Linked DNA regions of Mus musculus: regions 1, 3 and 4 are each linked to region 2. A link is a contact called in public promoter capture Hi-C data. All regions are on one chromosome and are shown on one strand. Each heading gives the region's core, a stretch centred on a gene start, on an enhancer-like site or on the middle of the called end of the contact. The rest is flanking DNA. Distances are from core to core; before and after follow the strand shown. Region 1 holds the start of Zfp235 (zinc finger protein 235). Region 2 holds the start of Tomm40 (translocase of outer mitochondrial membrane 40). Region 3 holds the start of Phldb3 (pleckstrin homology like domain, family B, member 3). Region 4 holds the start of Zfp428 (zinc finger protein 428).

Region 1 (6,867 bases), core at 238-2,737, 4.4 Mb before region 2:
GTTTGTAGATCAGGCTGGCCTCAAACTGAGAGATCCCTTTGTCTCTCGCTCCCGGGTGCTGGGATAAGAGGTAAGCACCACCATGCCCAGCTGTGGGTCCTTTTTAAGAACACTGAAGTCTCATTTTATATTATATTATAAAAGCTAAAACTTCAACTGCTCAGCTATAGGAGCCTGATTCAGCAGCAGAGGCAGAGTCCCTGAATAGAATCCTCCAGTCACAGGCTGTGGGAGTGATGGTAGAGCACAGGGTGTCTGGGTCACTATTCTACTGCTATGAAGAGACACCATGATCAAAGCTTGTTTCAGAGGCTTAGTCCATTAACATGGCAGAAAGCATGGCTCCCTGCTATTTCCAATCATTCAAATACATAGATGTATGGGGGCCACTGTTAGTCAAACCATCACACTCTGCTACCTGTCTCGATAAGCCTTTGCCCATATCATAATGCCAAATGCGTTCAGCCCAACTTCAAAAGTCCCCACCATCTATTGCAATCCCAATATTTTTTAAAAATCTAAATGTCAAACTTTTATGATACTCATGACAATCTCTTCATTGTAATTCCCTGTAAAATCAAAATCAAAAAGCAGACCACATAATCCAATGTGTTATGGCATAAAATATACTTTACCATTTCTTAATGGGAAGGCAGTATAGTGAGGAAACACTGGACCATAGCAAGACTAAAAACCAAAGGTGGAGGCCAAACTCTGCATCTCCATGCTGATGTCAAAGCACTCTTCAGATGCTTTACTCTTTCGGCTATGTTGGCTGTAACACACTTGTCTCTCTCAGGCTGGTTTCACCTCAGTCTGCAGCTCTCTGCAGCTGGGATCCCATAGTTCTGGCATCTTCAACATCTTGTGGTCTCCGACATAATCCAGGTTCACAGCTTCACTCAATGCCCTCTCTTGGCCACTATGCAGGAACTCTCCTATACTACAACTGCCTTCAGGGCATTTCCTTCATTACTAAGGGAGGCTCAAGAACCCTTTTCTTGTATCCTTGACTCTAAAGCCAGAACCAAGTGTTTCTTGTATCCTTGACTCTAAAGCCAGAACCAAGTGGCCAAAGCTGGCATGTTCTGCTGCTCGATGGTCTGGACCTTGGCCCCATCCGATTCTATGTCCACTATCTTTCTGGAACTGATGGCCTTCCTCGTGCTGAAGCTGGAACTGATGGCCTCCCTCATGCTGAAGCTGTACTGATGGCCTCCCTCATGCTGAAGCTGGAACTGATGGCCTCCCTCATGCTGAAGCTGGAACTGATGGCCTCCCTCATGCTGAAGCTTTTCCTCTTCCTTCTCACAGGCTGGAGGCTTCGCTGGGTGGGGTGTTGCCCTGAGGTCAGCACTCCCTTTATAGCATTCAGAATCAGGCTTTTCCTTAAGCCTTCACGGTGCTTCTTTTCTCCTCACACTCCACACTGCATAGTTCTTTCTGTCTGGCTTGCTCCTCCTCATGCTGGATCTCCATGAGAGCGACTGCTAATAACCACAAGACACAGTCAACACAAGGCTGTCTGGAAATCTCCCCTGCTTATGCCAGTAATACAAAACTCATCAACTTAGCTTCAGGCAGATTTTTAGGATGAGGACAAAAATCACCCACTTTTTTTCCTCAGTATATGACTAGAATGGTTTAGGCCATGTACTGTTTGCCTCTGAAACTTCTTGAGCTGCCCCCCACCCCCAGCTCAAATTGCCCTTGTCTTGCATTCTCCTCCTAGGATGACCCACTAAGCTCTACTAATCAAAAAGCACTTAATAATTTTGTAGTGGAAAGTCCTAAAGTCTTCCATATTCCTTCAACAAACAGCATGGTCAGGCTTGTCACAGCAATACTCCAGTCCCTGGTACCAACTCCTGTCTTGGTCACTGTTCTATTGCTTTGAAGAGATACCACAAGTCCAAGCAACTCTTACCAAAGGAAGCATTTAACTGGGGGCTGGCTTACACTTTCAGAGGTTTAGTCCTTTATCAGAGCAGGAACATGGCAGCAGGCAGGCATGATGCTGAAGAAGTAGCTGAGACTTAGATCCTGATCCATATGCAGAGAGGCAGAGAAAGAGAAATGGACTCACATGTGCTTTTAAAATCTTGATGCTCATACCCAGTGATAGACTTTTTCCAAGAAGGCCACGCCTGCTCACCTTTTAAATCCTTTCAAGGAGTTCCACTCCCTGAAGACTAAGCATTCAAATATATGAGCTATGGGGGCATTCTCAGTCAAACCACAACCTGCCTAGAATCCCCCAGTGAAGGGCTGGGAGCCTGGCTCAGTGGTAGTACTGACACCTGACGTATGTGACTCCTGTATTTGTGCCATAATTACTCTTCTTCTTCCAAACATGCACACACACACACACACACACACACACACACACACACACACACACACTAATTGGAAGCAAAGGGTAAGTAAAACTGGAAAAGCTGTTTTCTTGAGTGCACCAGAAGCTAGGTTTGAGAAACACTGGATTTAACTCATAGCCAATGCTGTGTCCTTGGATATTCACCACCCATACAACCTACAGATACAACAAAAAAAGAAAACCATTTATTGATTCTCACAATAAAAGCAAAGTGCCATATTGAAGCCGGCAAGAAGACTCCATACCAGCTAGCCTGACCTCTTAGTGTGGCAGAAACAAGAGACCCTGCCCGTGGCCTGCAAATGCCTTGGCAGGTACAGGCCCGGGGACCTGAGTTCAATCCTTGAAACACACACAGTGGAAGGAGAGAGCTGACTTTCTGTAATTTACATCTGCCTCTACCACAGGTGCTGCAGCACACTGGTGTACACACACACACACTCACACACACACACACACACACACACACACACAGAGGCATGCAAACACAAATTAATAAATAAATACATAAATAAAGTAAATGACATATTACAGGAAGACGGCTTACTTTGTCTCAGCGAGTTGACAATCCACTTCTGAGCCAACCATGCTGCAGCCACATGTCAGCTTCTTGCTTGGAGGACAGTTCAACTCAGTGCTACTCTCTTGTTCCATCTCCCTCCCTAAAACATAACAAAACCATGTCCATTTACCATGGAGTCTCAGGATCTGCTCTAGCTTGTAGCTCAGGTTATTGACCTAAGTCTAGAATACTGTGTCAGAGACAAGAGTATGGACTGTGTTTACTCCACTGTTATACACCCATTCAATCCTTCTTAAACAGGTTCAGTGTGTGTGTGTGTGTCTGTCTGTCTGTCTATCTGTCTGTGTCTGTGGGTACAGGTGCCCTTGTGGGCTACAAGTGGATGCCAGATCCCCTTGGGCTAAAGTTACCTGTGATTTGTCAACTTGCAGGGAAGAGGGAGCCTCAGCTGAGGAGATGCCTCCATGAGACTGGGCTGTATGCAAGTTTATGAAGCATTTTCATTATTAGTGGTTGATGTGGGAGGGGCCCAACTCACTGTAAACGGTGCCAGCCCTGGGCAAATGGTCCGCAGGTATATAAAAAGGCAAGCTGAGCAGTCAGGACTGGCTTTTGATCCCAGCACTCGGGAGGCAGAGGATGGAGGAATCTGTGAATTTGAGCCCAGACTGGTTTACACAGTGAATTCCAGGACAGCCAGAGCTCTATCTCAACAAACAAACAAACAAACAAACAAACAAACAAACACCTAGCAATCCATGGACAGCAGCAAGCCTGTTGGCAGTGTTCCCCCATGGTTCCTACTCAGGCTTCCTTCAGAGATTGACTATGATTGGCAGGTCCAGCCCAAGATGGTTTTGTTCAGTGATTATCACAGTAACAGAAACCAAACCAGAACTGGAAGTTCTCTCCTCCATTTGGAAATGTGTCCAATAAACATCAAATTTAATGAGTCCAGTCATCCCTGATCTCAAGTTTTCCTCAGTAGCAAGGAGCCTGTGAGTTGTTTGTGTGGGGGTTTCTAAGGACAGGTGACATGTAACTCTCCATAGAAACATGTATGAGTGTATATATACATATATATAATACAGCTTGCTGGCATCACACAAAGTCAGCAAAATAACCTCTGAAAGTATAATGAAATTACAAAGATACAAAATTCACACATGGCTTGCAGTGAGCTAGCCCACCACAAAAGTTGTGGCATGGTCAGTGACAGCTGTGCATCTGAAATTAAAATTTTAAATTAAAACTCAGGTAGACCAGGCTAGCCTCAAACTTGCTCTGTGGTTGAGAAAAGCTCCGAACTCCTAAACCTTCTTGTTCCACCTTCCAAGTGCTGGGATCGAAGGCATGCACCTACATTCCTGGACTAGTTGGGTTATTCCTATTGACCTATAGTGAAGTTCTCTGATAATATTTTTCAGCTATGTTAAGCATAATTTTTGTAGTTGTTGAGACAGAGTCTCACTTTGAAGCCCAAGCTGGCCTGGAATTCATGATCTTCTTGCCTAAACCTCCAAATTGTATGTATACCACCATGTCAGACTTAGATTTTTTTTTTAACTGAGGTGGGGTTTCTCTGTATGGCCCTGGCTGTCCTAGAACTCACTCTGTAGACCAGGCTGGCCTGGAATTCATAGAGATCCACCTCCCTCTGCCTCCTGAGTGCTGGGACTAAAGACTTATACCACAACTGCCCAGTCTTTTCCTAGAACCTTGAATACAATGATTAGTCATGGCTAATCTCATACAGCAAGTTTGAGGCAAGCTTGGACTACACAATTCCCTGATAATGCCAGAACACAGTCTTTCCTAATTGTCATTGTAGTTATTTGCCTGCTGTCTCCTAGCAATAGATCGTCCTCACTTCTCAAGCAAAGGCTACATAGCTTGGAGACAGCTACGAGTCAGAATTGGTGCTTTTGCCTGGAAATGGGTGCACCTGCTTTGCCAGAGTATTGTAATGGATCTGGCCAGGAATTAGGCTGGAATTGGGTCTAGATAGATAGATAGATAGATAGATAGATAGATAGATAGATAGATAGATAGATAGATAGATAGATAGATAGGGATAGAATATAATTGCAAGACAGGGTTTCTCTGTGTAGTTCTGGATGACCTGGAACTCTATCTGTAAACCAGGCTTGCCTCAAACTTAAGATATGCACCTGCCACTGCCTCCTGAATGCTGGGATTAAAGGCATGCACCACCACCTCCTGGTTTTCGTTACTCTCTTGTAGTCATTATCTTAAGAATATCACTGTTATGGTCAGAATGGGAGTGCTTAGGGACTTTTTTTCAAGTGTCCCTGATGTTCCTTTAATTTGGGGCCATTGCTGTGTATGTGTATATATATATATACCACAGAAGGATTCTCTGACTGTAGGTTTCCCTTTTCTCAGGATAACTCCCCATTGTTTGTACCAGGGTCAGTCTAGTTGTCTGAAGGTCCAGCAATGGTCTCCCTTTTTGCCTCTTTGGTCTATTTTGACTGAAGGTCAGAGAGGCCTACTCAGCCACACACCATTGAGACAGCATTTGTACTTTGGTTGGGAGGGCAGGGGTGGGGCACACAATTCTGCCATTTCATAAGCAACTGGAAGACAAGAGCTTGCATGAAGAGATCCATGTGAGAGAATTAAGAAAACAACAGGAAGGCCAGAGCCTGACCCAGCCCAAGCCTTGCCTTCTCTTATTGTTGCATTTGTACAAATACTGTGACTAGTCCAAATAGTTCTGAACTTTCTGTTACTCAGAACTCAGAGCACCCTGGCTGATGAAACCACCACAAGCTTGCACAATACTCTCCTGCGAGTGGTGGCTGACAAGAAATGCAGGAGCAAGAGGAGAGATGTCAGCAACTAGAAGCATCCGTTGACCTTGCAGAGGACCAGAGCTCGGTTCCTAGCACAACTCACTTCTAGGGGATCCAAAATGCTCTTCTGTCCTCCATAGACATTGCATTCATGTGCAGGCACACATGCACACAGACACACACAGCCAGCCTTGACAGTGCACCCTATAGAAGAAGGAATTGTGCACCTGTCTGCCTAGGACAAGACAAGGGGATGCTAACTAGCCAAACTGTGGTTATTGCAGATGAAAATATTCCTGAAGGTCCTATATTTCAAATGGAACTCATTTATTTGCACTGATATAAGCTATCTTTCCTATCTTGATAAGATCTCTCCTAATCCATTCTGAAATAAATTTAATAGTTTCAAGTGTTGTTTCTTTGCATAATTTTTTACTCATCGAGCAAAGAGCACTGAGTGATATGTTAAGTTATAAAGGAGCAGCATGGGTCCATTTTATGTATTTATTTTTCTGTGAGTCTTTTGCCTGCACATACGTCTGGGCACCAGGAAGGGGTCAGACAGCTGCCATGTAGTGGTCCTCTTCAAAAGCAGCCAGCGTTCGTCACTGCTGAGCCATCTCTCCAGCCACGCTCCGGCAGCCTTGGCAGCAGGCATGTTCCTCTATCACCAAGCTTATGTTCTAGCAGACATAGATATCATTCTTTTGTTAATCCCCGCTGAACTGTGCGGCGTTGGGAAGTTCTTGGTTCTCCGCCATAGCTTGTTGAGGTTTCGAAATCTCAGTAGAGCCCTTTCATTAGAGCTCTCTGCTGTGTGGTTCCCAACCACTGTCAGTGTTCATGGTGGGTACAAACAGTATGTCTCCATTAAAACAAAAACAAAAAAACCAGAAAGGCATCTTACAGGCCTTCATTTCTGCATAGGTTCTCAGGTGGATAACTGCTCCCACACTCTCCACTCCTGTAGAATGTATCACTGCTATGGGCCCTTTGATGGATCAGAAGGCCTGAGCTCCAACGGAAACCCTTACCACACGCATCACACGTGTACGGTTTCTCTCCTGTGTGCACGCGCTGATGAGCTTGGAGATTCGATCTCTGACTGAAGCCCTTCCCACACACCTCACATTTGTATGGCTTCTCCC
Region 2 (6,562 bases), core at 3,464-5,963:
TGTGCGTCCCACATACAACTGTGTGTATGACTGTCTCTGTATGTGTGCCTTCTGAGAGCAGAAGATCTTGAATCTGGGAGTTTGAGTTATAGGCTATTGTAAACCCCCTAATGTGAGTGCTGGGAACTGAACCTGGGCCCTTCGGAAGGTCAGTCAGTGCTCTGAACCTCTGAGCCATCTCTCCAGCCCCCTTTTAAACATTTAGCCCAAGTTCCCTGTGCCTTGATTTGTTTTTGAAACAGGACCCCACCATGCAGCCCTGGATGGCCTAGAGCTCCTCACATAGCCGGGGCTGGCACTGAAGTCAGAAACCTTCCTTAGTATTAGGAATGCAGGTGTGGGCCACACACCTGGCTCACTTGCTTGAAAGAGGATTTTCTGAATTCTTTCTGGAGGGTTCTGGGACTGTGACTTGCTCAGTCTGACTCCCACATGGCACTGGGGCAGGGGCAGGGATGGTGCTGAAAACCCTGTAAAAACCAGCATCTCCTACCTACCATCAAGTGGCCAGGCTGGCAGGCAGGGCCAGTGTGACCAGTCCTTTGTTCCTCTGGTAGAGAGAACCAGAGGCACCTCCTGTAAGAGGAGGAACTGGGAAGGGGGCTAACCTCCCACTGATCTGCCTCCTACCCCTGACCCCTGCAGACTGGAAGGACCTCCCTCCTATAAACCACCCACCCCGAAGGCCAAGCTGGAGGAACCAGAGATGGTGAGCTGTCCCCTAGAACCCGAGCTCCCCTGCCTCCATACCCTGCCTTCCTCCCTGGGGTCAAGCTGGGAGGGGGCTGTTGGCCTGGGACGGGGCTGGCTGGGAGCAGCAGACATGAGGGTCCTGGTTTACTCTTGTGTCCTTCCACAGCCCTCTCAACTCTTCACCTTGGGGGCCTCAGAGCACAGCCCAGTGAAGACGCCATACTTTGATGCTGGTGTCTCTTGTGCTGATCAGGTGGGAGCTTCCGGGGAAACCAGGGTGGGCTTAGGGGGTGGCTTAAGGGTTGAAGGTCAAGGTTGGGTAGAGTGGAGTGACTTATGAGTTGGGTAGAGAGAGCACTCATATGAGTTGCTCAGGGCTGTGCCTACAGCGGAGACACCACCATGGAGCCATTCCCCAGGGGGCCCCCACATCAGAGACACATCAGAGACCATCTTCTTGGTGGTCAAGAGTCAGATAAGGAGACCGAAGCAGACTGAGAGATCTGATTAGCACTCAAGGTTAAATAAAATAAATATTGAGGTCAGAGCTGTGCACCATAACTCTACCTTGTGATCCCAGCACTTGAGAGAAGAGAATTACAGGAGATTCAACCAATCAGAGCTACAAGGCTAGCATGAGCTCAAGAGTGAGATTTTGTTTCAAAATAACCAAGAAAAGCAACAAGATCGTTGACTCAGCAGTTTAGAGCGTGCTGTGTCATGCGGACCAGAGTTGTGTCTGATTCACATACCAGGCACCCCCCAGTGCCTGTGACTCCAGCTTTAAGGGATCAGATACCCTCCTCTGGCTTCTGCACAAATATTAGTACACACACGCATACATTTCCAAATATCTAGAAAAACAAAACCAAAGCCAAGCCTGGTATGGGGTACACACCTGTAATCTCAGTATTTGGGAACTGAGGCAGGATTGCTATGTTTGGATCCAACCTATGCTACCTAATGAGACCTTGTGTAAAAGAAAACAAAAAAGTCAGTCAGATCGTAACAGTGCATGCTTCTCATCCCAACACAGAGATGGAGGCAGGAGGGTCAGGAGTTCAAGGTCATCCTTGGCTACAGAGAACACCTTGAGTTACATAAGACCTCTTCTCCAAACACACAAAAAGATTTATGTTAGGCTGGGGTTATAAGGCAGTTGGTTCCGGTTGCTTGCCCAACATGCACAAAGCCCTGGATTCAGTGCTCAGCATTTTGTAACTACAGCAGCCCAGACCTGATTCTAACACTCAGGTGGTTGAGGCAGAAAACTCGGAGACTGAGACGGGCAGATCTGGCCCACCAGAACAGCCAGAGCTACATAAAAAGAAAAGAAAAGAAAAGAGAGAGGAGAGAGACAGAGAGAGAGAGAGAGAGAGAGAGAGAGAGAGAGAGAGAGAGAGAGACAGACAGACAGAGAACCCAGAGGTCAAATTTTCTTGGGTAAGGATTGGGTTTCAGAGATCAAAGAGGAAGACTGAGACAGGGTAAGGAGGTCCGTGCTGGGCTTGGGTTAGAAGTGACTGTACAGAGAAGTTTGGTCGAGGGAGAAAGGATGGCAGTGGTGTAGTTGGATCTGATTGGCAGGGGGCAGATCTAGGATGCCATCCTGAGACTGAGGTGACTTTGACATCTTGCTTTTGCTCCCTCCCCACTTCTAGGAGATGCCTCGGTATCACGAGCTGCCCACTCTGGAAGAGCGGTCAGGGCCCCTGCTGTTGGGGGCTACAGGCCTGGGACCTTCTCTTCTGGTGCCTCCAGGACCCAATGTTGTGGAGGGGGTTTCCCTGAGTCTCGAAGATGAGGAGGAAGATGATGAGGAGGAAGACTTCCTGGATAAAATCAACCCTATTTATGATGCCCTGTCCTACCCCAGCCCCTCTGACTCCTACCAGAGCAAAGACTTTTTTGTGTCACGGGCCATGTATGTGTGAGGGAGGCACAGGGGCTCTGACGTCTCACCTTTCACCCTTGACCCATGAGCTTTCCACCAGTAATCTAGGACACTCTGACTTCCAGGCAGACCAGGGACAACTATCACCCATTGCAATCCACCTGTGACTTCTTAGTGACTCCACCATGACGTCCAATCTATGATGTCTGAGGCAGGCAAACCTGCACAACTGGAAACCTGGAGATTTTTATCTCCCTTGGCAGGGAGCTCACCATATCCTTCTGCACCACCTGTGACCCCCCCCCCCCCCCCAAGGACTCCTAAGACTACGACCCTTTGACCATGCCACTCAGTATCTCAAGAACCCTTAAAGTCCCAAAGGAATCGGACCTTGCACTTGTCCTCAGGCAATAGAGTCCAACAGATATGCAAGAACGGGATCAGGGGCTCCCTGTTGCTCAGACCTGAGCCCTCCAGGCAGCAGAAGCTCACCTGATCCCTCCCCACCCTGCTCCCCAAAGGTGAAAAGGAGAGGATTCCCCAATGTAAGGTAGGACCTCCCCATCTCCACCTACTCCTGCAGGCAGGAATCTCAGGTTTCTCACACCCTCTCCTCAGCACCCAGGTTCCTGTCTCCAGAGCATGAATTCCAGGTCCAATGCTAGAGGGGAGAACCTAATGCAAGTGTGCCTTGCCACCCCAAGTTTGGGAGACTCTGCTCTTATCCTGAGGACTACTGAATTCTTTTAACCCCTACCCAGTGAGATGAGAACTACATATCCCTCTTTAGGGGATGGTGTGTGTATGTGTGTGTGATGGAGAATCTGGGCATCTGGGTTGGGAATTTTATTTTGTAAGCATTTCCTACATAATATGAGTTTCTACTTTGATAAAGTCTTGTGTTTTCTGTGAGATGTGAAGTGAGTGGGGTACAATGAGGCCTGAAGCTTGAAAGGCATCCGTGATCTGTAAGTCAACAGAGAATGGACTCCCCTCCCTCCCCAAAAAGTCAAAAAAAAATGCCCCAGAAATTAATGAGTCATAAGCAAAACCGCATCAACCAAAAGAAAAAACGGTAGGCATGCAAGAAGTGTCTAAGATCATGAGGCAAATACTATTTTCAATGAAGCCCCCAAGGCGTGATGGGTAATGGAGCTAAACGAATGAGCCAGAAGCAAAGTAAGAAACGAGGGCTGTAGGCGTAGTGGGTAGTCGCCAGAAGGTAAAAGATTCCAAGATAGTTCATTAGAGAAAGGCCGGAAGGATGGGAAACGTGAACAGGCAGACACGAGCTAAACCGAGCCAAGGGATTGAAGCTCAATGAATGGGGGAATGAATGCTGGGTAATGGGAAAGGAATGAATGGGCCAAAGATAGAAGCTACAGTGACGCAAGGAGCAGACGGCATGATGGGTAAAAAAATAAAAGGGGGTGGGGGGGTCAAGGCAGCTGCGGCGTTAAGGGAGAAAGCGGCATTGTGGGTAGGCAGAGGCCGGCAGGTTATCCCAGAACTGGTTTGAAACCTTCCCGAGGCACTGTGGGAAGGGGCAGCACTTCCGGCTTTACCGTCGGGGACCCTGCCTCTCCACCGCGGTGCCTGTCGGGACGCGAGACCTGACCTTGCTGCCTAGCAGCGTCTGCAGCGCAACGCACCTCTACTGATGTCCCCTGACCCTGGCGCATTGGCCAATGAGAGACCTAGCACGCACGTCACCATGGCCGGCCCATTAGACATACTGTAGCCAATTAGAATGTGAGTTGAGCCAAGGTCCACCAATAGTCAAGGCATTTTCTGGGGCGGGTCTCCGCGCCTCCAAAAGGAGGGCGGGGCAATGAGCAGGTAGGCGTGTCAATGCGTGTGCTATCGACAAATAGCGAACTAGCTCCAGCCCCGCGGCGTCGCGAACCAATGAACTTGGGATACACGAGCCAATAGGAAGGTAGAGGAAGCTGCACTGACTGATTTCGACTAGGAACCAATAGGAGTAGGGCTTCAACAGAAGGGTGGAACTTCCTGCTAATTCTCCAATAGAATGTCTTTCTTCTAGGGCGGTGGGCGGATCTCGGAGGACACCGAACCAATAGAATCCATGGGGCGGGAAAACAGCGGTGGCGGCGGCGGCAGCGGGTTCGGTTGCGCTTAGCGCACGGGGTAGGAGCGGAGCCCAGGCCGGGAAGAGGAGCCGCCGCGGCCGCCAGTGAGAGCCGAGTCCGCTTTGGGTGGGAAGGGCCTGGGGTTGCATCCGGGGGTGTGCGTGTCGCCCCGATCCCTGCCCTCTGACCTTTCCCCTCGCAGATACCATGGGGAACGTGTTGGCTGCCAGCTCTCCGCCCGCAGGGCCACCGCCGCCTCCTACGCCGTCCCTCGTGGGGCTCCCGCCGCCGCCTCCTTCGCCGCCAGGCTTCACTCTGCCGCCGCTCGGCGGCGGCCTGGGCACTGGGTCAAGCACTGGCCGTGGTTCGGAACGGACTCCCGGGGCTGCGGCCAGCGGCGCTGCGGCGGCCTCGGAAGATGGGAGCTGCGGATGCCTGCCCAACCCGGGGACGTTCGAGGAGTGCCACCGGAAGTGCAAGGGTGAGGGGCGCCAGGCCCGAGTAGCCCCAGGGAAAGGGAAGGGACCCCCCGGAGGATTGGCGCACATCGTTGCAATCATTAAACAGAACGTTGGAAGCTGATGATGGATTGGAAGGGTGGGACCTTGAACTTGGGGCTCGAAACTGCGATCAGATGATGAACTCGTTGGGGAAGAATGCCACAGCAGGAGGGAGAAGTCTTAGGGTACTGAGAGCCAGGGGACCAACCCCACCAAGATTCAGGAGTGTGATCAGGAAGGGAATTATAGTCCAAGGTCACGGTGTCAAGAGGTTTTCCCCAATGTTCCTGTGAGGGGTTCGACCCAAGGATCCTAGCCTAGGATCTTTTGACAATTTGATCATAAGAGGGAGGACATTCTTACTCTCGATAGTTAAGTGTGTTAACTTACTAAATACTGAGGACAGTTCTGTGTGGTGAGAACTGTAAGCATGAGAAGTTAGGCAGGAGAGTGAATTTCCTAAGTTGAGGTGACTGCACTGGGTTTAAAATGTGCAAAGGGCCAAGGTTCCTCTAGTGGTGGAATTAGTGAGATAAGAGTTTGTGAAGAGAGCTTGGGATGGGAGAAGAATCTGGGGTATGACAGCATCTCTCTTCTGCAGAGCTGTTTCCAGTTCAGATGGAAGGTGTCAAACTTACAGTCAACAAAGGGTTGAGCAACCGTTTCCAGGTGAGCCTTTCTGGTGCCTTGACCCTCCAGAGGTCACAACAGCGATACTCCTCCATGCATACAGATCCCCTCACTCTTAAAGGCTTGGGGTTTTTGGTAGGTAGCAAGATTCAGATAGCACTCCAATGGCACCACTGGCCAGGGCAGAGGTGGGAAGATCGTACTCCCAAGACCAGACCAGCATGCATCAAAAGACCCTATATCAAAACATAAAAGACAAACTAACAGGAAGACTCAAGAATTCCAGGGTGACTACTTGGGGCCTGGGGGAGTTAGGGTTTAGGAATCCATAATTCTTACCCTACAAAGTCAAGTAGGAGTGGAAACGGTGAGTGTGGCGCCCACCCCAGCACCACTTTCTCACTAGAAACCTTTAATCTCGTCAGGTCAGGCCTGGTGTTTTGTTGGATCCCTGGGCATTGATGCTGCTAGTCGTGGCCTGACACCCGGTGTTCACTCCCCATCTCCACATCTCTAGTTTGCATCCCCCAGCTATCGCCAAGACCCCCACCACCTACTCTTTTCTCCCAGGTGACCCACACAGTAGCCCTCGGCACAATTGGGGAGTCCAACTACCACTTTGGGGTCACATACGTGGGGACGAAGCAGCTGAGTCCCACAGAGGTAAGATTTCTTCAGTCATTCTAACATCTGTTAAGGAAATCCAGTGGCCAGGTGACAGACTCAAGGGGGCTATGAAGGGAAGGAGGTGA
Region 3 (6,399 bases), core at 3,341-5,840, 4.9 Mb before region 2:
CTACCACTGAGCCACGCCCCCAGCCCCTCACTGGGAGATTCTAGGTAGGGGCTCTACCACTGAACCACGCCCCAGCCTGTCACTGGGGGATTCTAGGCAGGGGCTCTCCCACTGAGCCACACCCCCAGACCAGGTGTATCTCATGCAACAGTCAGGGGTGACATGTCGTATGTATAGTTCATATTTGGTTTGGTCAAATGCTAACACTGGGGTTAAATGTGAAGTTATGGAAATACGAACAGATCTCCATGTTCAGGACTTTCAGCAATAAAGGTGCAAGACTAAGCCAAGCCTGGGAAGTGTGACTGGAAAAGAAATAAGGAGAGAAGACAGGAAGGAGGGAGCATGGCGAGTGTTGGTCTCAAAGGGGGGGGGGGGAGGGGCATGCAGGGCCAGGGGCAGGATTATAGTCTGGTGCTAGGAGGGACACCAAGATCACACTGTGGAGAAGAGGGGTTTCCAGGATGGTAGGTAAGGGGCAACGTAGACTGAGGGAAAACAGCTGGACCTGAGGTCTCAGGGAGGAAAGGCTGGTCCTGGGCCCATGGGTCTGAGGGAGAAGGGCTGGGGCCAGAATCCCGGAGTACAGGGAGGAAAGCTGGGGACTGGAGCCCTAGGTATGAGGCAGGTACGGCTCAGGGCTCAGATTTCTGGGTCTGGGGGAAAAAAAATGACTAGAGCCCAGAATCATAAACAAACAGAACTAGACCTCAAGAGAAATCAGGGCTCGGGGTGATGAGACGCAGCTCCTAGACAGACAGACAGACAGACAGAAACACAGCTGACAATGACTTTTTCAGACCGATCCAAGCCGTGACCTGGAGGGATGTCAACATGGTTAGATAAGAGAGTCTTAAGATCAGAGTGACTCATTGAGGTCTGAACTCTCAGAGCTGACTGACGTCCCTCAGACACAGTGGGAAAGCATTAGAGCACGCTGTAACCTCTACAGCCAAGCGACCACGTGCTCCCAGAAAACAGAGGGGCACTGACTGGCCCCACAGGCACAAGGTCAGCCACATCCTGGCTACAAACTGAAGAGTCAGACCCTTGCCGAGCGTCGTCACGCAAGCTTGCAATTCCAGGGCTTGGGCGGTGAAGGCCAAGGGGCCAGGAGTTCAAAATCATCCTCAGACACAAGTCCAGCCTCAGTATGGGCTACAGACCCTGAACAGGGTGGAGGAGGACGAGGAGGGCTGAGATGGGAGGCAGCACCAGCTGCTTTTGCTATAGGATAACACATACATAATTCAGCTGGGCCTAGCGCTGCCTGAAATCCCAGGACTTGGGAAAGGAATGCAGGAAAAAAAAAAAAAAAAAAAACCAGGTGTTCAGGGTCATCCTCAGCTGCATACAGAGTTCAAGGCCAGCCAAGGCTATCTGAGATACTACCTCAAAAAACAAAACACTGGGCAGGTTAAGAGTGTGCACTGCTGCGCTTGCAAAGGAGCTGAGCTTGCTTCTAGCAGCCATGACAGGCAACAGACAACCTCCAGCCTCGGGGGTTCTGAATTCTCCTTCTTCGGGGATCAAAGACCACTCACATGAATGTTACAAATACACACACACACCAAATAAACAAATAAATAATAAATCTTTTTTTAAAGGCCTTAAGATGCCAGGCAGTGGTGGCACACGCCTTTAATCCCAGCACTTGGGAGGCAGAGGTAGGCGGATTTCTCTGTGTTCAAGGCCAATCTGGTCTACAAAGTGGAAAGCCAGAGCTACACAGAGAAACCCTGCCTCAAAAAACAAAACAAAACAAAACAAAAACAAAAACAAAAACAAAAAAAAAAACAAACCAAGAAAACAGAACAACAACAACAAAGTTCTTAAGAGGCAGAAGGGCTGGTGAGATGGCTCAGTGGGTAAGAGCACCCGACTGCTCTTCCAAAGGTCCAGAGTTCAAATCCCAGCAACCACATGGTGGCTCACAACCATCCACAACAAGATCCTCTTCTGGAGTGTCTGAGGACAGCTACAGTGTACTTACATATATTAATAAATAAATCTTTAAAAAAAAAAAAAGAGGCAGAAGCAGGTGAATCCAATGGTTTGAGTCTAGCCTGGTCTATATAGTAAGTTCCAGGCCAGCCAGGGCTACATAGTAAGACACCAGCTCGGAAACACAAAACAACCATAAAATATCACCCAGAAGACCTAGTTTCTTCAACAAGCAATAAGCAAACAGACAAGTAGGGGAGGCCCACTAGGTCCATTAGAGACAAAACAATTGAGATGACCAATTACAACAAGCCAGCCCTGTGCACACCTGTAACCCCAGCCCTCAAGAGGCTGAGACAAGAGAATCATGGGTTCTAGGCCAGTCAGGGCTACTTAGGGAAACCAAGTCTCAAATAAAACACACACACACAAGAAAGTTCTCATTTTTCTGTGGTACCTGCTAAAACATATACAGGTAATATGGCTTCTACAAGGAGCATTTAAAACTTGGAACAAGGTGAGGACGTGGCTCAGTGGCAGATCCTCTTGCCTTTGTCTAGAATCCCCCAGTGAGGGCCTGGGGGCGTGGCTCAGCCTTGCAGGGTTGATTTAGATTCTTAGTATCCAGGGATATGGAGACAGGGAAGAACTGGGTGAGATGAAAGGATAGTAAAGGAATCGCTACTAAAGCTGGGGAGCATAGGACACCAGCCCAACTGAGTATTCAGTTTTTACGGGTTTGAAATGTTTCCTACTACACCATTAAACTGTGAAATTATAGGGACAGCCAAGAAAGAGACCTCAGTAGCCAGGCATCCAAATCAGGCCTGGGAAAGAGGAGGAAAATGAGGAACAGGAACCCAATCTCTTTGAAGAACAAGGACAACTATTAGGTCCGACCAGAGGGTGTTCCAGCCCGGAAGAAAGGAACATGAGGATGGAGTCGCTGGTCACACCAACCTGCTCCCGCTGTTCTTGGCTGCTCGGCTGGGTCTCCACCCGCTGGCCCAGCAGCTCCCGCAGCTGCTCCTCCTCCCGGCGAGCGGCCACTCGTTCCCCGGCCAGCTCACCCCGGAGCAGGGCCACCTCCACCTCCATCTGCGAAAAAACAAGGCGAGAATTTGGGTGCAGCAGCCAGTGGAGGAAGGGGCTGGGAGATGGGAAGTCTGGAAAAGGCCTCGGGCCTTGAACACCTGCTGCTTATCAAAAAGGATCCTAAAGTTTAGAATGGACTCGGTGTCTTGGCTCGCAGGTTCCCTCACGGGTTGATTTCCCAAGATCTCCCCATCCTCACCTCGATCCTCAGTTCCTTCTTCTGGCGCTGTAACTCCTTCACCCGCTGCTCCATCAGAGCCACGCGAGTCAGTGCCTCCAGCTGCTGTCCTCGCAGCCGCCGCGCTGCCCCCCGCAGCTCTTCCCCAGAAGGGAGGCATGGGGAAGGTGTGGCTGGAATCTGCGCGGCAGGCGTAGCCTCGGGCTGAAATTAGAGAGGGTGTGATGAGAACAAGTCTCGCCCCCCTCAAGTCACCAAACAGGTCTGGTCCCACCCCAGTAGTGCCTCTGGGGGTCATGAGCTGCCAAGTTCAACTACTTCCTTTCGGGTCCGAATGGAAGACCGTGAAGCGGGGAAGCCGGCAGGTTCTGAACCCATCATACAAAGCCACTATGCTCTGAAGCTGAACTAGCAGAGCTTGCTTCCTTTTCTTTCCTTCCTTCCTTCCTTCCTTTCTTTTTTCTTTCTTCCTCATTTCTTCCCTCCTTTCCTTTTCTTCTTTTCCTTTTTCCTTTCTCCCTTCTCTCTCCTTTTCTTTTTTCTTCCTCCATTTCTTCCTCTATTCTTTCTTTTTTTTTCTTCCTTCCTTCCTTCCTTTCCTTCTTTCTTTTTTGTACCTGAATGCTAGTGGAAATCAGAAGATTCTTGCCTTACATCAATGAGGGTTCTGGGGATCGAACCCAGGTCGTCAGATTTGACAGCAAGTGTCTTTGTACACGATGAGCTCATCTGTCCCTGAGTCTCAACCTCTTGGGATCTCTTTCTCAGAGTCCCTGGATCGCTCTTCTTCCCCCCACCCCCACCCCCGTCCCTCTCTCTGACTTAGACTCTTCTATGTTGGCATTTCTTTTTGTTTCTCTTCTGGGTCTGTGTGTCTTCCCTGTGTCTCTCTTTTAGGTCTATGTCTCACTCCCTGTGTCTCTGTCGTATCTAGTTTCTATGTTTCTACCCGAGTCTCTCTGGCTTCAAATCCAACTTTGTCTAACAGGGTGTTTCTGCCTGTCTATGGGTACTCTCCTTGACTCTGGGTCTCTGTCTAGTCTCTCTCTTTATGTTCTTCTGTGTCGTCTTGGGTGTCTGTCTGTCCGTCTGGACAGCCCCCCCGGGGGGATGATCCCTCACCTCTTCGCGGCAGCTCTCGGTGCTGCTACCTTCTTCCACTTCTTCCTCTTCCTCGGCCTGCCGCCCAGCTCCGGGGCAACTTGGAAGCTCCGCTGGGACTTCGGGCTCCTTGTGCTCTTTGGGATCCTCGGGGTGCCCCTGAGGCTGCACAGCCCCTTGAGGCTGGACCTCGACGGCGCATTCCGAAACCTTTGGAGACGAGGAGCCCTCCTCTAGGGTGCTGGGTGTCCCCATGGCCGCTTCGGATTCCTGTGGTGTGGGCGTGGTCAGTTTCAGAGGCGTGGTCTGATGTTTGTGGGCGTGGTCTAGAGCGCGTTGAGCTTGCCCAGAGGGCGGAACCTAAAGGTTCAGAGACCAGCTCTGAACATTCCGCGGGCGTAGATTTCCTGGGGACCCGCTCGCGACTGGGGAGAGGCTGTCGGCTCCGAAGGTGACACACACACCTAGAGGTGGGAAGAGAATTTGAGTCCGGGGTCCTAACGCTCCCCGTGCTGGGGCGTCGCACGCTGAGCCTTCCCTTTGCTCCATGTGTCATCCCTGAGCCCCTTCTGCAGCCCTCTCCAGTTTCCCGGATTGCCTCCAAGAGATTCCATCTCCTCTACCCTCTCGGGACTAGCCCGGCTCTCCTCCTTGGAGCTCCACAGTTGGGTCCCGAACCACCTGTAAGGAATCAGCGTCCGAGGCTCCTCACCCCAAGATCCAGAACTCGGGGCTGGCAATGTCTACCTCTCCGGATATGCCTGGGGCCCCAACGCCTCCGTTCCTTCCCGGGAGGAGGTCCTCGTAGGTCGTCAACCTTCTTTCTGGCTCTGCACTGGGCACTGCCGCTCCTGCGGCTAAACAGGTGGCTGGAAGGAGGGAGGAGAGAGAGGCCGCCCCGTCCCCCTCCCCAGCAGCCCGGAAGTGGAGGGGGGGACAACAGGTCCGACAGCTCTCCTGGGAGGAGGGAGCCAGCAGCCTGCCCCGCCCGCAGCCCAGGCACCCAGCCATCCCGGCCCCTCCAGCCCCACCCAGAGAGAGCCCAGCGCCCAGACCTCCCACTCAGCCTCCGGTGCCCCTGGAGGGCCGGGCTTCTTAGCCACCTGCATACAGCAGCCTCCCTAAGGCCGAAGCCTAGGAAATCCTCAAAGGAAGATAGGAATGAAGATGGGGGCCTCTCCCCTCTAATAAGCCCTTTGGAAGGGCCCTGACCGGTTTAGGGAGCCGGACAAGGGGAGGGGGTATCCCGGGCTGAGTCAGCGATCTGCCCAGAGACAGAGTGTGCCCCACGCGCACACAGTTTACTATGGGGTGGGGCACAGAGGTTAAAGGTCACAGCCAGACCCTTTCCTCTCTGGGCAGAAACAGGAAAATATCTGGTATGCAAAACCCGACTGTTAGACATCAAGAGCTGTGCAAAACATTTGACACACCTCAGTGTCATACCACACCACAGCCCATAGAAAAAAAGAGATCGACCGTCTCCATTGTACAGTTGTGGGGACCGAGGCTGAAGGAAACAAATACACCTAGGATCTACAAGCATTCTAAATGACTTTTTTAAAATTATTATTACTTGTGTATGTGAAAGATAGTGCAGGTATGTAAGTGGCACCCAACATGTAAAGAGCTCATAGGACATCTTTGGGAAGTGGTGCCTTCCAACGTGGGATTCAGGCATGGAACTCAAATCATCTTGTTAGCAAGAGCTTTACACTCTCGGCCTTCTCAGCCCACATCTGTTACTACCTGCTTTGTCTCTCGAGATCTGTACTCATAACTATTTGGCAATACAGGAGGGACAATAGCAGCGACAGGGGCAGGGGAGCTGGTCATGCAAGCAGGGTGCAAGAAGTCAGACATCGGGATTTATCAGTTCAGTGAAATATCCCGTTATTGTTTCCATTACACAGATCAGAAAGCTAAGGGATGGAGAGGGGCTCATTTGGCCTGGGACTCCCAGGGGAGGGGCTCACACAGAATTATGTGCTGCGGTGCAAGTCTGTGAGAATACCTCCCCTACATCGATGTGAGCAACCTGCTATCTGCTTCCAGTCCCCCCACCCCCAGCTCCCTTAGAC
Region 4 (7,015 bases), core at 2,939-5,438, 4.8 Mb before region 2:
ACCTCCAAGAAGGGAAGGAAGCCAAGGATGGTGTAGGACCTCGAGCGAGGAAAAAAGCCACAGCCCGTCCAGAAGTACCAAGAAGAGAGATCACTGTCGCTCAAAAACCACCAAGAAGAAGGGTCACAGGCGGTCTAGAATATCCAGTCCTGAGAGTGGGAGCAGCCAGTCTAGAAGTCCCAGCATAGACACAGCCCACAGCCCGTCTCGAACTCCCATCAAGCAGAGAGCACGGAGCAGATCCCGAATCTCCAGCAAGGAGAACCAGCGTGGCCACTCTAGAACCCACAGTAGGGGTAGAGCCCTCAGCCAATCTAGAACTTCCAGCAAGGACAGAGAGCCCACCCAAGATGCAACCCCTAAGAGCCTCCATGGGAAGCCATCTCCCACCAGGACGAAGACTTCTAGTCAGAAGAGAACTGGTAGCAAGGCAGGCGGCCACTCCTCAACACAGCTTCCCAAGGAGGTCCAACCCCAGGATGACAGCTTTTCCAAGACTGCTACTTCTAAGGCCACCTCACCTGGGGAAAGGTCTTCATCATCTTCCTCCAAGCTGGCGTAGCCTCCAGTCTCAGTGGGTTCACGGGTCTCTGTCATGGCGGGGGGAGGGGACAAGAGACAGGAGCAGAGCAGCGACTGAGCAGGGTCCCTCCCCGGCCAGCTCTCCCGCGGTCACACCTCCAGCCACAAGCTCCTCTAATACAGGATGTTGGCAGGTAGAGAGGGGTGCTGGACAGGGAGAAAAGAAAGGCCTGCGGTGACTCAATAAATTTTTACGTAACACTTGTCCCCATTCTAAGACCACTGCGTGCTCAGTGCTGGGGTGGGGCAAAGATGGCCTCTGTCCTGTCTTGACTGTGTACAGAGTCTCAACTCTGCAGACCTTGTCCCCAGGAGGCCTTGAATCCAGTTATCTGGGCAACAGACTGTCTTGTGGTTCTTAGTCAGTGAAGTAGGGAGAGAAGACATCCCAAGTTATCTAAAGGAAGGTATTGGTATGGTCACCAATCATAACTAAGTGCCAGACATTAACCCTTTAGCTGTAGGAAGGTCTGGGGCTGAGGGAGGGAGGACCACCAGGAAGAAGAGTCACAGATTGTTGACTATTAAGGACACAGAATACTTGGTACAGCTGAGATACTAGCTAGCCTGGAAATGTTTTAAACTGTTTTCTTTTTATGAGACAGGATTTTAAATACCCCAGACTGACTTTGGATTCCCAATGCTCCTGGATCTACCTCCCAAATGCTAGAGATCAAACTGTGGGGCGTCAGGCACGCTAGGCAAACAACCCACTCTGCCAACCGGGCTGAATCCATACCCTTCCATTTGTGCTTGTTTGAAGCAAGGCGTCATATATCCCAGGCTGGCCTCAGGTTTACTAAGGAGCCTCAGATGACCTTGAATTCCAGATCTTCCTGCCTCTTTTCCTCCCAGTGTCAGGATCACAGGAACATCACTGTGCCTGGCGTGTTTTAGACGTCAACCTAATTTTGTAAAAGTCAGCCTCGCTGACTTTTGAGGTTTGAACTCAAATCTGTCATTTTCTGCCTAGTGCTTCAAACAGGACCCAACTTTTCTTGTCTGTATCCTTCTCAAGTCCAGGCTTTGGTTGGCACACAGAAACAGCTCCCTCGAAGCAGAAGAGGAAGGAAGAAGACCTGCACACTGTCCAAAGTCCAAGTTCACACTGGCCACCTCACCAGACTGTGGTTCAACAAAGATCCAAAGCCATGCTCTGAATAGAAGTAGGCAGTCTACACCCACAGTCTTAGCTCTCAGGCTGGTAAATCTGCAGTTTAAGGTCAGAGCTGGCTACATAGAATTTGAGGCTCGTATGAACTAAATGACACACTGTCTTAAAAAAGAAAGAGTCGGGCAGTGGTGTGGTGGTGCACGCCTTTAATCCCAGCACTTTGGGGGCAGAGGCAGGTGGATTTCTGAGTTTGAGGCCAGCCTGGTCTACAGAGTGAGTTCCAAGACAGCCAGGGCTACACAGAGAAACCCTGTCTTAAAAAACAAACAAACAAACAAAACAAACAAACAAACAAACAAAACAAAAAGAAAGGAAGGAAGGAAGGAAGGAAGGAAGGAAGGAAGGAAGGAAGAGATCTCATAGACTCTACTCCTTTGCTCAACTCTCCAGGCTTCTGGTGGGGTTGGGGGCAGGGCCACATAAAGGCCTTTTATAGCCAGAGAAGGGCAGTCCTAGTTCATTCTCCTCCATTTCCCATCTGGAATTTTCTCCTTCCTCTTTGTGGATCCAGAGTGTTTATTTTCACCCTTGCAAAGCTCACCTATAACCATCCACATTGCTCCTTGGCTCCCATAATTCCTGTTTCTCTCAATGCACACGTTTCTTCCTCCTACTGCATTGTGACAGGACCTTGCAAGACCAGGCAGTGTAGGACTAAAAACAATACGGTTTCCACTCTCCTTTAGACTCTTACTATACAGTCCAGGCTGGCCTTGAACTTGCAATCCTCCAACTTCAGCTTCCCAGGTTCTGGGGACAATAGATATGGACACTAATAATATGGCAAAGCCTGAATTTAGGGCCTGGGGGCACAAACAATGGTAGAAAGCACACTGTTCAAAGCCCAAATGTCAAATTTGCTGTTGGAGGAATGCGGCTGGAGCAAGAGGAGGAGGTGGCATCATTGGATAGGGAATTTACTAAAGACACCTAGATACTGGATCAGGCCTTTGAAGGACCGAGAAATAGTGACTGGCAAGGAAGAGCTCTCATGATTAATCATCAGATGTTGGGCCCCTCTAATTCTGTAGTAATACATTATTTTTGGAAAAACTCGCACCATTCAGCAAAGAAAAACTGAGGACAACTGGTTGTTTCTATTTTAAATATTTAATATATGTGTTCCATGCAACAATACCTAGGATTAGCCATTCCATAAACCCACTCCCCCTTCTTTTTTTGAGATCTGATGCCCTCCCCAAAAGGAAAAAAAAAAAAAAAAAAAAAACAGGTCTAGAATAGCGAATCCTCCTGCCCCAGCAGGAATTATAGGCGCGTGACACCACACTGGGCTTTAACTATTATTCTACTTGACCATCACAGCAAGGATTGTTAGGACTTTTCTTGGGGGTTTACTTGGGGACAGCCATCCCTCTCCAAACCCACATTATATAAAGCTTCTTCCAGAACGTTCCGGATATCAAGTGGAAGCATTAGGACAGGTGGAAGCCAGCTGGGCGTGGTGATGCACCTCTGCGAACTCAGCACTTGGTAAATTATAAATTCTAGGTTGTACTCCGCGATATTGTGGGTCCAAAACCCAGCTACATGAAACCGTATGCCTCAGTTCCCTCAAAAGCAGAGTGGCCAGGACCCCACCCACACATACGCCTCACAGTGCGTGAGTGAACACAATAGATACCTTTCCGCACAACGCTAGGTAGGACTGGGACTCGGACAAACCCCGGTACCAAACAATAAAGATCAGCTCCCACAATGCCCCGTGACAGCGTCCCACGATGCCTCGGGCCTTTAACGACCACCAGGCACCCAAACGCTCCTTGCCCCGGGGCTTCTCACAGAAGGCGTGTGCGACGAAAAAAAAAAAAAAAAAAAAAAAAAAAGTCCCCTCCAGGAGCCCAGGCCCTTCCCAGAATGCCCCAGGCCCAGAACGCCTGGCCCACGGGCTCCCACAATGCCTCGAGGCGAAGCTGTGCTGGGTCCCGAGCCGCGTGCTGGGGAAAGCAAGGGACTCCCGGGCCGGTCACTCGGCCAAGCGGCCGCGGGCTCCCGTCATGCAGCGGGGCTGTATCGCCCGCTTCCCAGCATGCCCCGCGGCCCCCCCCAAGCTCGGACACTCACCGACGCCGGCGGCCCCGGATCAGGCTCGGCGGTGGCGGCTGCACGCCCGGGCACTGCGCCTGCGTTTCGGGAGGCTAGGCGAGCGGGCGAGCGAACGGGCGAACGAGCGAGGGGCGAGCGAGGGGCGCGTGCGCGGTCAGATGGACCATTCCCGGAGGTCGATGGGAAGAGGGGCTCAGAGGATGGCGAAGGCTGTAGAGCTCACGCCGGCGGGGGTGGCGGGCTCTGCCGCTCACGGCCCCGCTAGACTTGGTACAGTCTGCGGCCCGAAGGGTGAAGAAGCTTTAAGAATCGCGCGTGCGTGCGTGCGCGGTAGAGCGAACGCGCCTTATAAATAGTGGATGCCTTGGAATGAGGGGGGAGAGTGGGGGCCTAAATACTCGGCCCGGATCCCCCGGGCTGGAGGCTCGCTCATTTGCATAATCCTAGCGCGGGACAAAGGAAGGCCTCCCGCACTGGAGGATGTGATTTGCATATTCCCGGGAGAGGCTGTTCTTCAGAGCGCAGTGATTAGCATATGGATGGGGAGGGGGGGGGCACCTGGAAAAATAAAGCGCATGCGTGTAGGGGACTGCAGACTTAATCGTGGTGGGCTGGCAACCTTGTCCCGAAACTACCGAAGGTCTGGGACCCCGTTCACGTCCCTGTCACCTAGGATAAATTCCTGGACAGCACGTGGTTTCTGCGTTGCGAGAGATCTGAACCCCCAGTCTAAGGAAAACGAACCACATTTGATTAGACAAATACTTAGAACTGTCAAGACCTGGAAGAGAGAGAGGTAGACGGCAGGAGGCCGTGGATGCCAGAAACGCCTGCCCCAGCTCGAGGTTCTGCAAGGGCTTCCAAGGGCTGATTTTTAAGCCAGGTCTGAACTGGAGCCAAGTAGAATGCCAAAAAGCAGAGGGAATAGCTGATGCAAATTTCCAGAGGCAAAGTAGTGCTTGCATTCTTAGAGGGAGTCAAGGCAGCTTTTCCGTGGAGCACAATTAGAAAGTCTGCTATAGGTGTTTGCTTTTTTATTTCTTTTTTTGTTTTTCTTTCTTTTCTTTCTTTTTTTTTTCTTTTTTGAGGCAGAGTCTCATGTAGCTCAGGCTAGCCTCCAACACCTGGGTCGAAGAAAATGACCTTGAACGCTACCTCTTGAATGTTGAGATTACAGGCATATGGCAGCCAGCCCAGCTCCTGTGGGTAATTTTAAAGGGCCATAACTTCATGCTGACTATTTGTAGCCATCCCTACAGCCCTCTCCTTCCCGAATGCTTTTATCACTAGCAATTTAAAACTCTAGAGTCCCATTACACCACAGAAAAGGAATAGTTGTGTTTTGCTTTGTTTCTGAGAGTCTCCTTGTGTATTCTGGAACTCACTCTAGCTCCGGGTGGTTTTCGTCAACTCCCTGCAGTTCTCCTGCCTCAGCTTCCCAAAGGCTGGGGTGGCAGGTATGCACCTCCCACACCTGGTCTCCCAGTCAAACTTGTGTCCCTGACGCCTCTTCTGGACCCACCCACCGTTTTATCTGGTCCATATCCCCAGCACTTCAAACACAGTAATCCCTTTGCTGTCTCAGGCTTTGATCTTGCCTTTCGATTCATCGGGAAAACCCTTTGTCCCTGCTGCTCCGAGCTCACTCTCTCCTGGTATTGATGCCAATCCGAAGGGCCTTCCTTGATGATACAGCTCCTGCAGATTGAGTGATTTAGGGAAATTGACACAGCACTGGTCTCAATAAATGCAGCGCTCTGGGTGGAAATGGGGTGGAGGGTGCCTGGGGCTTTGGAGTTCTTTAAGTCTCCTCACTCTGCATGAAAATTTCCATAACAAAATAAAACAGTACCCACCCAACCCCCCACCGCCGCACGCGTGTGCGTGCGTGAGTGTGTATGTGTGTGTGTGTTTATTTTATTCAGGCAGGGTCTCACTACTTAACCCTGGCCTGGAGTTTACTATGTAGACCAGGCTGGCTGCAGATATCCACTTGCCTCTTGTGCTGGGAATTAAAAGTGTAAGCCACCACCACAGGAGACTGATTGACCCACCTTCCTTTCTTTCTGAAACAGGAGCCTAATGTGTAGCCCAGGCTGTCCTCAAACTCACTCTCCTGCCTCAGCTCCTTGAAGGCTGGAATTTTAAGATTTTAAGCATATAAATATTAAGAGCCCTCTTTACAATTTAAAGCAAGCTTTAAGCTTTTCTGCTTGGGGGGTAGGGGCACACAGTCTTGCAGTCTTGCTAAGTAGCTAGGAGTGGCCTGGAACTTGCTCTGTAGAGCAGGCTGCCCTGAGCTTCTGCTCGCTGAGTGCTGGGCTTCCAGGTGTATCCCACCACGTCCGGCTCTGAAACTGTTCCCATTGCTGCCTAGATGCGTCTGTTTCCTTCATCAAAGTTTCACAAAGGTCAGAGTACAGTGACCTTTTCACCTTGAGCCCTTAAAGCCTAGAACAGGATCAAATTTCAGATTCCTGTTAAACTGAAAAAAACAAAACAAAACAAAACAAAAAAAAAAGCCTCTTTTGTGTTTGTGTGTGTGTGTGTGTGTGTTTTATTCACAAATTGCTGGCTGTGGTTGGATCAGCCTGTAACCCCAGCTTTTTAGAAGCTGAGGCAGAAGGGTTACCGGAGTTCAAGACCTGCCTGTATTATAGTATAAGATGCTGTCTCAAAACGAAGAAACAAACAAACAAAATCCTCACCACGCCTCTCACCGCCCCCCTCCCCAAAAAATCCCCCAAGTCTGGGATTTTGAGGAAGAGTGGCTGGTGGTTGGCCTCTCGGAGGTCTGGCTCCTTCATCTTCCTGTGTATCAGCATCCACGGTGCTCCACCCCAGCGCCTGCATCCCCCCCCCCCTTCCTAGCGGTACAGCGGCGGACAGAGGGACAGACACACAGCCACCCCATACTTGTTCTCTCCTCAGTTTAATGGTGGTTAGTGGGATTGCCAAACCCCCTCCCTATCCCCTCCCCGCCCCGTACAAAAATGTGTTTCATTTTTTTTTTAAACAAGAAAAAGGGGCAAAAGCCAGTAATGGGGGGAGAGGGGTGCAATCTGATATTTTCATACAGATTTTTGATTTTTTAATATATTATATATAAAACCATAGAGAACCACACATCCCCTCCAAACTCCTTTCCCCCTCCCCGGGGGGCCTGGAGGAGAGACGGGGAAGGCCCCCCCAAGA

Evidence for each region. Promoter capture Hi-C pulls out the DNA fragments that hold promoters and counts their contacts.
Region 1: a promoter capture Hi-C map of pre-B cells shows a contact between it and region 2, with 5 times the contacts expected there. The contact joins the promoter of Zfp235 here to the promoter of Tomm40 in region 2. A contact is called at or near these places in 3 of 39 promoter capture datasets (cranial neural crest, frontonasal cranial neural crest and pre-B cells).
Region 3: a promoter capture Hi-C map of pre-B cells shows a contact between it and region 2, with 4 times the contacts expected there. The contact joins the promoter of Phldb3 here to the promoter of Tomm40 in region 2. A contact is called at or near these places in 3 of 39 promoter capture datasets (cranial neural crest, frontonasal cranial neural crest and pre-B cells).
Region 4: a promoter capture Hi-C map of second pharyngeal arch cranial neural crest shows a contact between it and region 2. The contact joins the promoter of Zfp428 here to the promoter of Tomm40 in region 2. A contact is called at or near these places in 5 of 39 promoter capture datasets (cranial neural crest, frontonasal cranial neural crest, maxillary cranial neural crest and 2 more).

What each region holds. Positions count from the first base shown.
Region 1 is chr7:24,126,992-24,133,858 of GRCm38.p6, reverse strand. It overlaps Zfp235 (zinc finger protein 235), which reads right to left and starts at 1,487. Exons shown (of 5, transcript NM_019941.3): 1 at 636-1,487. Zfp112 (zinc finger protein 112) reads right to left here. Exons shown (of 5, transcript NM_021307.2): 5 at 5,907-6,867. The coding sequence ends at 6,623.
Region 2 is chr7:19,713,580-19,720,141 of GRCm38.p6, reverse strand. Tomm40 (translocase of outer mitochondrial membrane 40) reads left to right here and starts at 4,713. Exons shown (of 10, transcript NM_016871.2): 1 at 4,713-4,784; 2 at 4,883-5,161; 3 at 5,782-5,849; 4 at 6,381-6,473. The coding sequence starts at 4,888. Nectin2 (nectin cell adhesion molecule 2) reads left to right here. Exons shown (of 9, transcript NM_008990.3): 7 at 646-709; 8 at 860-946; 9 at 2,355-3,498. The coding sequence ends at 2,627. It overlaps Gm38955 (a long non-coding RNA gene), which reads right to left and starts at 4,678. Exons shown (of 2, transcript XR_881874.2): 1 at 4,153-4,678; 2 at 1-550.
Region 3 is chr7:24,609,519-24,615,917 of GRCm38.p6, reverse strand. Phldb3 (pleckstrin homology like domain, family B, member 3) reads right to left here and starts at 4,590. Exons shown (of 15, transcript NM_001102613.1): 1 at 4,340-4,590; 2 at 3,239-3,421; 3 at 2,905-3,042. The coding sequence starts at 4,573.
Region 4 is chr7:24,504,260-24,511,274 of GRCm38.p6, reverse strand. It overlaps Zfp428 (zinc finger protein 428), which reads right to left and starts at 4,188. Exons shown (of 3, transcript NM_146183.2): 1 at 3,839-4,188; 2 at 522-729. The coding sequence starts at 597. It overlaps Cadm4 (cell adhesion molecule 4), which reads right to left. Exons shown (of 9, transcript NM_153112.3): 9 at 6,742-7,015.